2 separate regions of the Sus scrofa genome follow, and region 2 is linked to region 1. A link is a contact called in public Hi-C data. All regions are on one chromosome and are shown on one strand. The core of a region is the stretch at or near the end of the contact, and the rest is flanking DNA. Distances in the headings are between cores, read along the strand shown.

What was found. A called contact is a pair of places that touch in the nucleus more often than the background predicts.
Region 2: a Hi-C map of liver shows a contact between it and region 1, with 2.1 times the contacts expected there. The contact joins the enhancer-like site here to the promoter of WNT9B in region 1. A contact is called at or near these places in 2 of 5 promoter capture datasets (fetal liver and liver) and 12 of 47 Hi-C or Micro-C datasets (alveolar macrophages, embryonic fibroblasts, fetal heart ventricle and 7 more).

Annotation. Positions count from the first base shown.
Region 1 is chr12:17,707,586-17,712,238 of Sscrofa11.1, forward strand. It overlaps WNT9B (protein Wnt-9b), which reads left to right and starts at 1,461. Exons shown (of 4, transcript XM_021066827.1): 1 at 1,461-1,599. The coding sequence starts at 1,520. All of the region lies in intron 5 of LOC102167870 (a long non-coding RNA gene), which reads right to left.
Region 2 is chr12:17,789,090-17,794,190 of Sscrofa11.1, forward strand. GOSR2 (Golgi SNAP receptor complex member 2) reads left to right here. Exons shown (of 6, transcript XM_003131316.6): 6 at 1-5,101. Among named protein-coding and RNA genes, the nearest start is that of GOSR2, 24 kb to the left of the region's middle. Within about 2 kb of position 3,487, at least 3 of the 83 cell types and tissues checked have an H3K27ac peak or open chromatin away from gene starts, as enhancers often do. A contact at or near this core is called in alveolar macrophages and liver, where this site is marked.

The DNA of each region.
Region 1 (4,653 bases), core at 211-2,710:
CAACATACACCGTCTGCAACGCCGGATCCTTAACCCACTGAGCAAAGCCAGGAATAAAACCCACAAGCTTATTGTTCCTAGTCAGATTCATTAACCACTGAGCCATGACGAGAACTCCTGGCATCACTCTTATCTCTACAGAAAAATCCTGTGAGATATTTGTCATCATCCCCATTTCATATCTGAGTTCATCATTTACTTACTCAGGTCCTGCGCCTTCATCAACAGAACGAGATTTGATAGCGCTGGCAGAGTTGTTAAAGATCATTGATTAGCTAATCACTCTGCTCATTTGACAGGGAAACTGAGCTCAGAAAGTCTCACTGTGGCCAGTGGCTTCCTCTGTTAATATTGCAGCTCCCATCTTCCCACCAGTCTCTCAACCCCTTCGTGTCCACAAAGCCAAGGTCGCTGTCACCTAGTGTTCTGCATGCATGGTTGATTTGGGGGAAACTTTACATGCAGATCTTGGCATTCAGGACAAGTCACAATTTGTTTGCCTGGATTTGACCCCATGTTCAAGACTTTCAAAACCGCAATGAATCTTGCTTGGATGACTTGTATGTTGCTTTCCTAGACCGGTGCCCCCCACTGCATTGATCATGGCACCTTCGCTGCAGGAATTAGGGTTAAACTTTTTAAAAAATTTAGCAAGACAGAGCGTCGTGGCCCCAAACTGGACATTTCCATGCTGTCTGAGGGAAGTTCTAGCATCTGCGCACCTTGGAAAGGAGGTTCCTCCCCCGCCCCGGCTCTGCCTGCCCCACTGACAGGAGAATCTAGGTTTTTGTTCCTTGAACATCACCAAATGCTCACTGAGGGCTCCTCCTTGACAGACAGTGTCCTGTTTAGAAACTGGGCTCCCTTTCCCCCTTCCGCTGAGACCAAGGCACCTCCCAGGACTCCCTTTGCCATTAGACGTGCATTTCTCCTGCTCTGGAAGAGCGGCTCTGCGTCCGCATTCGAAGGCCCGGCCTTCGAAGAGTCGCGGAGCTGGGGCAGAGGGACGCGCACCCGCCCGCGGGAGAGCGGACGAGACACAGCTCCGGGACTCCGAGCGTCTCCCTCCTTCTATGCCCCCCACCCCTTTTTCCTTGTGAGGGGAGGGAATTCTGCGCGTCCCACCACCCGCCCAGGGAGGCAGAAATCCCCCGGTCCCCGCCTCGTACCCCCATCCTCGCCTTCCAGGCCCGAGGGCCTTCGGGTTCAGCCGCCGCGTTCTTCGGCCCGAGCGGCTTCAGGTGAGCTCTCACCTGGGGCGGGTGGGAGGGGAGCTGGGGGGCAGGGCGGGGGCGGACCCGGGGCGGTGGCCCCACCCGCGATGGGGCGGAGCAAGCCGGCGGGGCCAATGAGGCGGGGGGCTCGCCGCCCCGGGACACTGCAAGCGCCACTCCCGCCCCCCAACCGCTCCGCCCCGCCCCACACCACCCGGGTTTAAAGCCCTGCAGGCGGCTGGTGGCGGCGCTGCGAGCACTGAGCAGCGCGAGGAGATGCGACAGGGCGCCGCGTCGCCGGCATCATGCGCCCCCCGCCCGCGCTGGCCCTGGCCGCGCTCTGCCTGCTGGCGCTGCCCGCCGCCGCCGCCGCCGCCTACTTCGGGTCAGTGCCCGCTGCGCCCCGGTTCGCCTGCCTTCCCCTCCTCCCGCTGCAGCACCGCCAACTTTTCCTTCCCGCTGGTGGCCGGGGTGGGATCTCGAACTCAGTCCTTAGCCCCGGTAGCACTGGCCGCACCTCAGGGTCGGAGTTCGCGCCCCGACCGCCTTCTCTGGCTTCCCAGGTTCGGTCCGAGCTCTGATCCCCTACACCTCCGCTCTTCTCCCCTGCCCTGTCCGAGACCTCATCCCGCCCACTCCATCAGGTCTCGGACCCTGGCCCGGTGCAGGCTCCCGGACCCCTGCAGGCGTCTCGGACCTTGTTCCGGTCCAGGCGTCAGTCTCGGGCTCAGATATCCTCTCTGACCCTCACTCGTTGCTCTGTCAGCCCCCATCGTGGGCTCTGTCTAGCCATAGCCCTTGCCAGGGTCTCCCTCCCCACCCTCTGCCTTTGCCCCGCGGAGCAGCGACCTGGCTGGCTGGCTGGGCGGGTGGGTTGTCACCGAGGCCGGGGGAGGGGATCTCGATGGAGGAACCTGCGGACTGTGGGGAGTGTCAGCTGGAGACGCGGAGAGAAACCTCTGTGGGGGAAACCTGACCAAATTTCAGACCTGGCTTTGGGTGAATTCTCAAGAGAATGGTGAAGAGAGTGAGAGGGGAGGTGGTGTATATGACTGGAAAAGGAGGATCAGAGGTGGCGTGACACCTGGGGAGAGAATGAGGTGAAAGCAGGCAGTGTTTGGAGAACAAGTTACAGGGCAATCATCACTCATTCTCTGACCCTGAATTGCAGGGACTTGGGGTGGGCGATGGGGTCATGGGTGTGAAGTCACTTTCCTGACCTCCACCCCACGCTTGCTCCAAGTATGCACAGCCTGTTACTTTAAATCATTTTTTGAAATCTTCAACCTAAGTCAGGGTGAGGTTTACAGTCTAACCCCATCCCGCAAAAGCAAAAAACAAACAAACAAAAAAACAAAAAACAAAAGCCAAACCCCAAAAACATAAACCACCAAGCAAGTGGCTTGCCAGACACTACTCTTGAGGACCTGGCAGGGAGGGGTGAATAAGGGTCTGAGAGGTCCAGGAGAGGCTGGAATAGGGCTGTGTGCTAATTTCCAGGTCATGACCCCTGGTTAAAGCATGCCTTGGCTGTGGGCAATGGCCTCTTCTGAAATGTATAGGGGGTGGGGTAGTGTCAGCCCAGACTAGCTCTGGGCTCAACTTGCTGGTGACCTGGGAAGACCACTCAGTCTCTGCCTCAGTGTCCCGTTTTGTACAAAGAAGGGGCTGAACTTGATATGACTAAGCCTCTCTATTCACTTCAAGAGCACTGTACATACAGGTTGTTCCCAATGATTTTAGGCTTGAAAAGACACTGCTGCTACCTCAGGACACAGGATCGAATGGTTAGGGCACAGAATTTGGGTTCAATCCCTAATCCATCTACTTGCTAGCTGTGTGCTCTTGGCCAAGTCACTTAACCTCTCTGTGCCTCAGTCTCTCATCTGTAAAATGGAGATAATAGTGCTTATTTCCTATGAGGATCATGTGAGTTAGTACTTGCAAAGCACTTAAAACAGGGTCTAGCACATAGTAAATGCTAGTAATTATTAAGAAGACCAGGTACAGTATTTTGATATCCAGCCCCAACTTGAGCCGGACTGTAGAGGACAAATGATGAGCTCGGATACCAGCTCATTGCCACAGTCTTTTCGTTTGCTCGGGTTTGAAGGTTGTGGATGGGGCAAGGGCCAGGTGAGGTGGGAGGAGAGGGGCTCCAGAGGGCTGGGACCACCCGGGCTGGTGTGGTGGGAAGGGAAAAAAAGTATGTGGCAGTACACAGGGCTGGAACTTGAAGGTTGTGAGCAAGAGGGTGGCCTGGGAAATGAAAAGGGATCAGGGGTGGGTTGGGGCTGAGAGGGTTCAAGTGCACATGGGCCACCTCTTCCAAGTCGTGAGATCCCCCTGGACAGAGCTGGCAAAAGTACACTTAAGCTACCACCCCCCTCCCCCGATCTGGGGAGGAGGACAAGTGCTTAGAGAATAAGCTAAAACTGGGGCTTCATGCTCTCATGTGTTTGGTCTCAGAGAAAAGGACAGGATTCAGCTTGAACGCTCATGAAGTAAGCCCTGTTATGACTTGCTCTGGAAGAACTCTAAATCAGTCATTCACACCGTAGTGAAAATGAGAAGCGATGTGCTTCTCCCTTCTCCAGGTCATTAGCATTTGAAATCTCATTTCTGATTACAAGGCAAGTGTTTTGGCATCTTGATGAAAAAAAAATTCAAACATCAGGAGAACAGGTGAGGCCAATCTTCTTGAGGTTTTTGAAATTATAGAATCAGACTTAAAGAATTGGAAGTGACCCCCAAAACTTCTCTGGTCTTAACTCCCTGCTTCAAGCACGTCCTATATTATTATTTATGTTTTTCAGATGAAGCAACCATCGTCCCCAAACCAGTGAGCTGGCAACTGCTTCTGGTTCTTTTACATGAGTCTAGAGCCTAATTCTGTTGATGCTGATAATACTAGTCGTGCAGTTTCCAAATCATTTTCTTATTCAGCCCCTTTGTCATCTGATCCTCAGACCCATTCTTGAGGTATACAGGATGGGTGTAATAGTTCCCCAAAGGAAACTGAAGGTCAGAAAGGTTCAGTGACTCACCCTATGTCACACAGCAAGTTATGGGAGAGGCAGGATAGAGATCAGGTCCCGCCTGCACTCTGGGCTCTTTGCTCTGCAGAGAACAGCGATCACAGCTCATATTGTGTGGTCACAGAGGAGAACAGCAGCTGCAAAGGAGCTGTGGTGGGGGAGGGGGTAAACCCCTCCCCTACTTGGTTAACTCTGTCAGACTCTCTTGGCTTTAGAGGGATGGGTGAGGCCACAAATTCTCTGTCCTCAGCAGTGAGACAGGATGGCCTGGTGACAATGGGATGGGAGGTGGACCAGATCTGTTCTGGCTCTGGACCACTCTCTGTGTTGTCCATGGTCAAGTCACTTGCCTTCAAGGTCTTTAGCACCTGGAGGTCCTAAGCTTCCCTAACCAGCTGGTC
Region 2 (5,101 bases), core at 2,237-4,736, 84 kb after region 1:
GAATAGCTTCCTTATGTTTACTCCAGGTGTGACCACCTTAAGAAAAGTCAAACTCAAAGACCAAAGAAGGAGGAGGGTCTTGATCTTTACAGAAGGCTTCACTGCTGGGTTTTTTCCCCTAAGTCCTTTTGCCTGATGAATTCAGATGGGTTTGACGCACAAATTTGGCTTTACACCCATTGTTTTTGAAACACATCAGTTGAATAAAGTTGCGGCTTATTTTATTTAGAAAAGTATATTTTTATAAAGAATTAGACATTCATCGTTAACGACTAATGACCCCTTTTTTACATTTTCAGGCCAGAGATTCTCAAACACTGTTCTGAGACCAGGGGTGGGGCTGACTGACTGACTGACTGGGAAGCAGCTGGGAAACATTTAAAAAAGTATATATTCCTCCAGCCTACCCCAGACCTTCTGAATTAGAGGTTTTTTTTTTTTTTTTTTTTTTTTTTTTTTTTTTTTTTTTGTCTTTTTGCTATTTCTTGGGCCGCTCCCGTGGCATATGGAGGTTCCCAGGCTAGAGGTCGAATCGGAGCTGTAGCCACCGGCCTACGCCAGAGCCACAGCAACGCAGGATCCGAGCCGCGTCTGCAACCTACACCACAGCTCACGGCAACGCCGGATCGTTAACCCACTGAGCAAGGGCAGGGACCGAACCCATAACCTCATGGTTCCTAGTCAGATTCGTTAACCACTGCACCACGACAGGAACTCCTGAATTAGAGTATTTTTTACGTCTCTAAGGTAATTCTGATTTGTGTCTTGTAGGCAGAGGCTTTTGTCTTAGCCAAAGATGATAGCATTTGAAAACATGTGGAACTCAGTGTATATGAGTGAAGAGAAAACTTAACAGTTCCAAAATACACTCTTAATTTGATTATATCTTATTCCAGAAATGATTTGAGGAGACTTAGAGGAAATAACTAAGAGCGTGAAATAGAAAGACGTGAGGACCAAGAAGAAAAAGTCAGAGTAGAATGTCAGAACCCAGAAAAAGACACATGCAGGTCGTGAAGCCCCACAGAGATGCCCTGGGGAGTCCCTGATTTGGCCTGGAGCCCCAGGAGCCAGAGTGGAGAGAGAGACACATGATCCTTTGTTGTCGGTTGAAGAGTAGGCTGTCTTATTTGCTCAGAGGAGAGCCCAGACCTTGACTACTGCTAGCCTGTGTGTGGCTCTTTCTAGAAGTCAAGAATGGTCCTTTTCCCAAGATATCCCTCTCATCCTCCCAAACCCTCTGAGTTAGGTTGTGTGTTTATTTCCATTGTGCAGGTGAAGAGCCTGAGCTTTAGTGACTTTCCCAAGGCCTCATAGCCGCATAACCCAGGTCATAACCACTGCACCACCCTGCCTGCCTCCTGTGCTCAGGACGAGATGCAGGGGAGCAAGGCAGCCCGCCAGGATTGGGTAGAGGGCTGTAATGCATTTGTTGCACCTTTCATGGCAGGTTCTCTGCTCTAAAATACTTGCCTAATTGAAAGGGGGAGAGAGGATTTAAGGAGGAGCCTCTGGGAGTGGGGAATGGGAGCTGTACTCAGGTCCTGCCACTAGGGAGCGACATAACCCTTTCTGGCTGGTCGGCCCATGCCTCGGCTCTGCCTCTGGCCTGGTGTACTTGGAAGAGGTGGAAACAGTTGCAGGTTTGGTTTGCTTCCTTTCAGATCCAGAAGTTCCCTTCTGAGCAGTAGCTTCAGGGTATGGCCAGAACCACCCTCCCTGCCCCCTTCACTCATGCTGCAGGCAAGCATTGGAACACGGTTTCCTGTGTGGTATCGATCGGTTCCTTCTCCCTTTTTGTGACCTTTCACGTCGTGTGGCCCATGGGAGAGAAGGGAGGTGGGACGGCGGCGAGGGGACTCTGCGTGTCCTTGGCCCGCTCAGGTGCAGTTGGTTAAGTCCCCACCGTAGACCCTCCTCTCTGAGCAGTCCCTCCCGCCTCATCCCCACGTCCCTCTAGCAGAGGGGTCTCAGCCATGGCTCGACATCAGGATCCCCTCCAGTCTTTGAAAGAGCCCCATGTGTGGCTATTACCCTAATCCGTTCTGATTTAATTGGGATGCAGCCTGGATGGTGGAGGTTTTAAGGGACGTCCAGGTGTTTGTAACGTGTGGATGAGGATGAGAGACTGTTCCAGCACAAGCGCCTTCTACCCAGGACAAGGCCGCCCTGCAGACGTCCCTCGGCCACACCAAGGGAGCCACTGCTCTAGACCAGCCGGGGATTATTTAATTCTCCCGTGTGCTTTGGGAAGAAGGTCCTTCTTGGCCAGGGGCCCCCCTCATTGATGCCTCTGTGTCTGCTGAGGACAGCACCATAGTGTGACAGGCCAGCCTGTCACTGCCACCTCCAGTGGCACCTCCCAGCCCTGCCCAGCTCTCCTTCCTCCCGAGACTGCTTAGCCTTCTGGGAACATGCTGTGATGCTCTTTTGCATATCAGCGTCTTTGTTTCCTCTGGGATGTGTCCCAGACACCCCCACAATCCCATGTCACCTCTAAGAGACACCCTCCCCCCCAACCTACCTCCAGTGCTACACATTTCCTGGGGAATGGTGGTTGCTGAGGAGTCCTCGCTGCGGGGACCTCTGTGCATCCTGCGTGTGCAGCAGGCGTTGGTTCTGCAGCTGTCAGGCCAGCGGCCTGTAGCGGGGCACTGGGGGACCCCAGCGCATGCAGATGACAGACTTCTGAGACATGGAGGCCATGGTTCAGCTGAGCTGGTGTGGCCAGGCCTGGAGGAAGCCACCAGCCTGTGCTCATGGGCCCTCAGCAGCAGTGATGATAAATATAAAGGGAGGAGGGGGCATGGAAGGAAAAAGGTGCCAACCAGGACTGTTTGGGGAGAGACAAGGAGGGCAACTAATGTGTCCTGGCTTTAAAGCTGAAAGTCCTAAATCCTGGTGACCTGCTTCGGCTGGAATAAACCAGGATTGTTGGTCACCCTGCTTACGCTAAAACCTAAGACACCGATGACTGATAGAAGAAATCCAGGAAGAGGGGACTGTGGCCTCGGAGCCTGTCCCTCTGACCTAGCAATTCTGTTGGTGGGGTCTCCCCAGCCCCTCCTCATGAAGAGCCCACACAAGCTCCACCAGGCCCTCCTTGGCAGGGAAGCTCTTAGTACACAGGGCATATGCCTGGCATCGTGTTAACTGTTTTAGGGCAGACGGGGGTTGGGAGCGACCTCTGCCCTCGGCAGCTGGCAGTCATTAAAGAGGAAGTGGCAGCAGTAAAAGCCCTGAGTCTAGGATGCAGGCACCTGCTTTCGAATCCCAGCTCTGCTGGCGGCAGCCACATGGCCGGCACCTCTCTGAACCTAAGTGTTCTCTTAGAATGGGAGTCACACCTGTCTTGTGTTCCTTCCCAGAGTTGTCACAGGGCCAAAATGACCTCATGTTTTGTAGCAGACTCCAGACGTCTGAAGCAGTCATTCTCAGCCTTAGCCACTTACTGGGGAGTTTTGCAATGTCTTGATTCTGGGAGTTTCCTGGTGGCCTAGCAGTTAAGGGCTCAGCATTGTCACTGCTGTGGTTCCCCTGGCCAAGGAACTTCCATACACCATGGGCTCGGTCAAAAAAATAAACTAAAAATCTCGATTCTGACTCTTGGCCCCCAAGGATCTGAGCTACTTGATCAGGGGTGTGGCCTGGATTTCAGGATTTTTTTTTTTTTTCTTTTTAACATTCCAAGAGATTCTCGGGTGCAGCCAAGGTTGAGAACCATTGCTCTAAATGCCTTCCAGGTGTGTTAGGTCATTCTTCCCATTTAACGGGAAAGACGAGAACTACTCATTGAAACAAGCAGAACTGCCAAGGTGGAGGGTCAGCACTGGTGCAGGGGGCTTAACTAGCAAGGGCTTTCTGGGCAGAAGCGAGGTGAAGGCTGCAGGACGTTTGAAGGAGAGGAAGGGTTGTGGGCCAAGTTGAAGGGGAACAGGGTGGCGGGGGCGGGAGTTAACACGCTTTAATCAGCCTCTGGCTGTCAGAGGCTGGAGAGGGATCTGCTAGGAGAGCTGACGTGCCATCATCCGCTTGGCTCACGGCTTCTTCCCACCAGCTCAGAGCCCATCCAAGAAACAGCTGCTGCTCAGAGACCCAAGGAGGGGGCAGAAATGGTTTTGTGGAAGAAATCAGCACAGACGTGACTGCGGCCACCTCTGCTCACAGCCACAAGAATTCAGACAGCATCCACTCCTTGGTGGGCGGTCACTCATCAGGGGCGGAAGGGCTGCGGTTTCACTCTCTTCTTCCCTTTTCCAGCCCGCGCCATGGACTCCACTTTCTTTCACCCAGGGCAGCGTGGGCAGAGCCCGGCCCCTGGCTCTGCTCCCCTGGCCCTGGTCAGCATGCCCTGCTAAGAGTGTCTCTTGCCGGAACGTGTGCAGGCCCAGGCAGCGGGTCAGGAGTCAGGACCTCTGCAGGAGCAGAGGATCATCCTCGCCGGCCCTCAGGCTTTCCACGTGGTGAACATGAAAAGCTAAAACCCCCAACGCTCGCAGATGCAGTCTGAATTCTTGTGGCTGTGAGCATAGGTGGCCGCAAAGTCATGTCTGTGCTGATTTCTTCCACAAAACCATTTCTGCCCCCTCCTCCACCTCTGTAGCAGGAAGCAGCCTCTCTTACCACAGCCCGGGGACCTGGGAGACCCTCGGAAGGCAGCCCCAGAACAGAATTCCAGAATGGGAGCCGTGGCCGCTTCCTTGAATGAGAAGTTACCTTACAACAAGTTTTCCAAAGTCATCCATTTGGAGTCCAGCACATAAAGACGTAGAAGGCCTGGGATAGTCACTTAAGTGGGGGAAGCTCAACCCTAGTATCAGCTCAACCCTAGTATCTCACCCTTTTAACATAAAAAGTCAGTAATTATAAGACGTCATGGGGCAGTGATAGGTGCCAAGGAAGTGGGGTAGATATGGGAGATTGCGCCTTCAGAGGGCAGAGGGCTTCAGACCTGGGTCCCAGTGCTGTCGGGACACGGCCCGGAGGGAGGACTGCAGCTGGGTGGAGAGGGTGGGGGTGTCCTGGAGGGGAGCTGGTTGGGAGGGGGGAGTGTGAACTCTGGTCTCAGCTGGCTGGGTCTCCCAGTGGCCTGTGGAAAGAG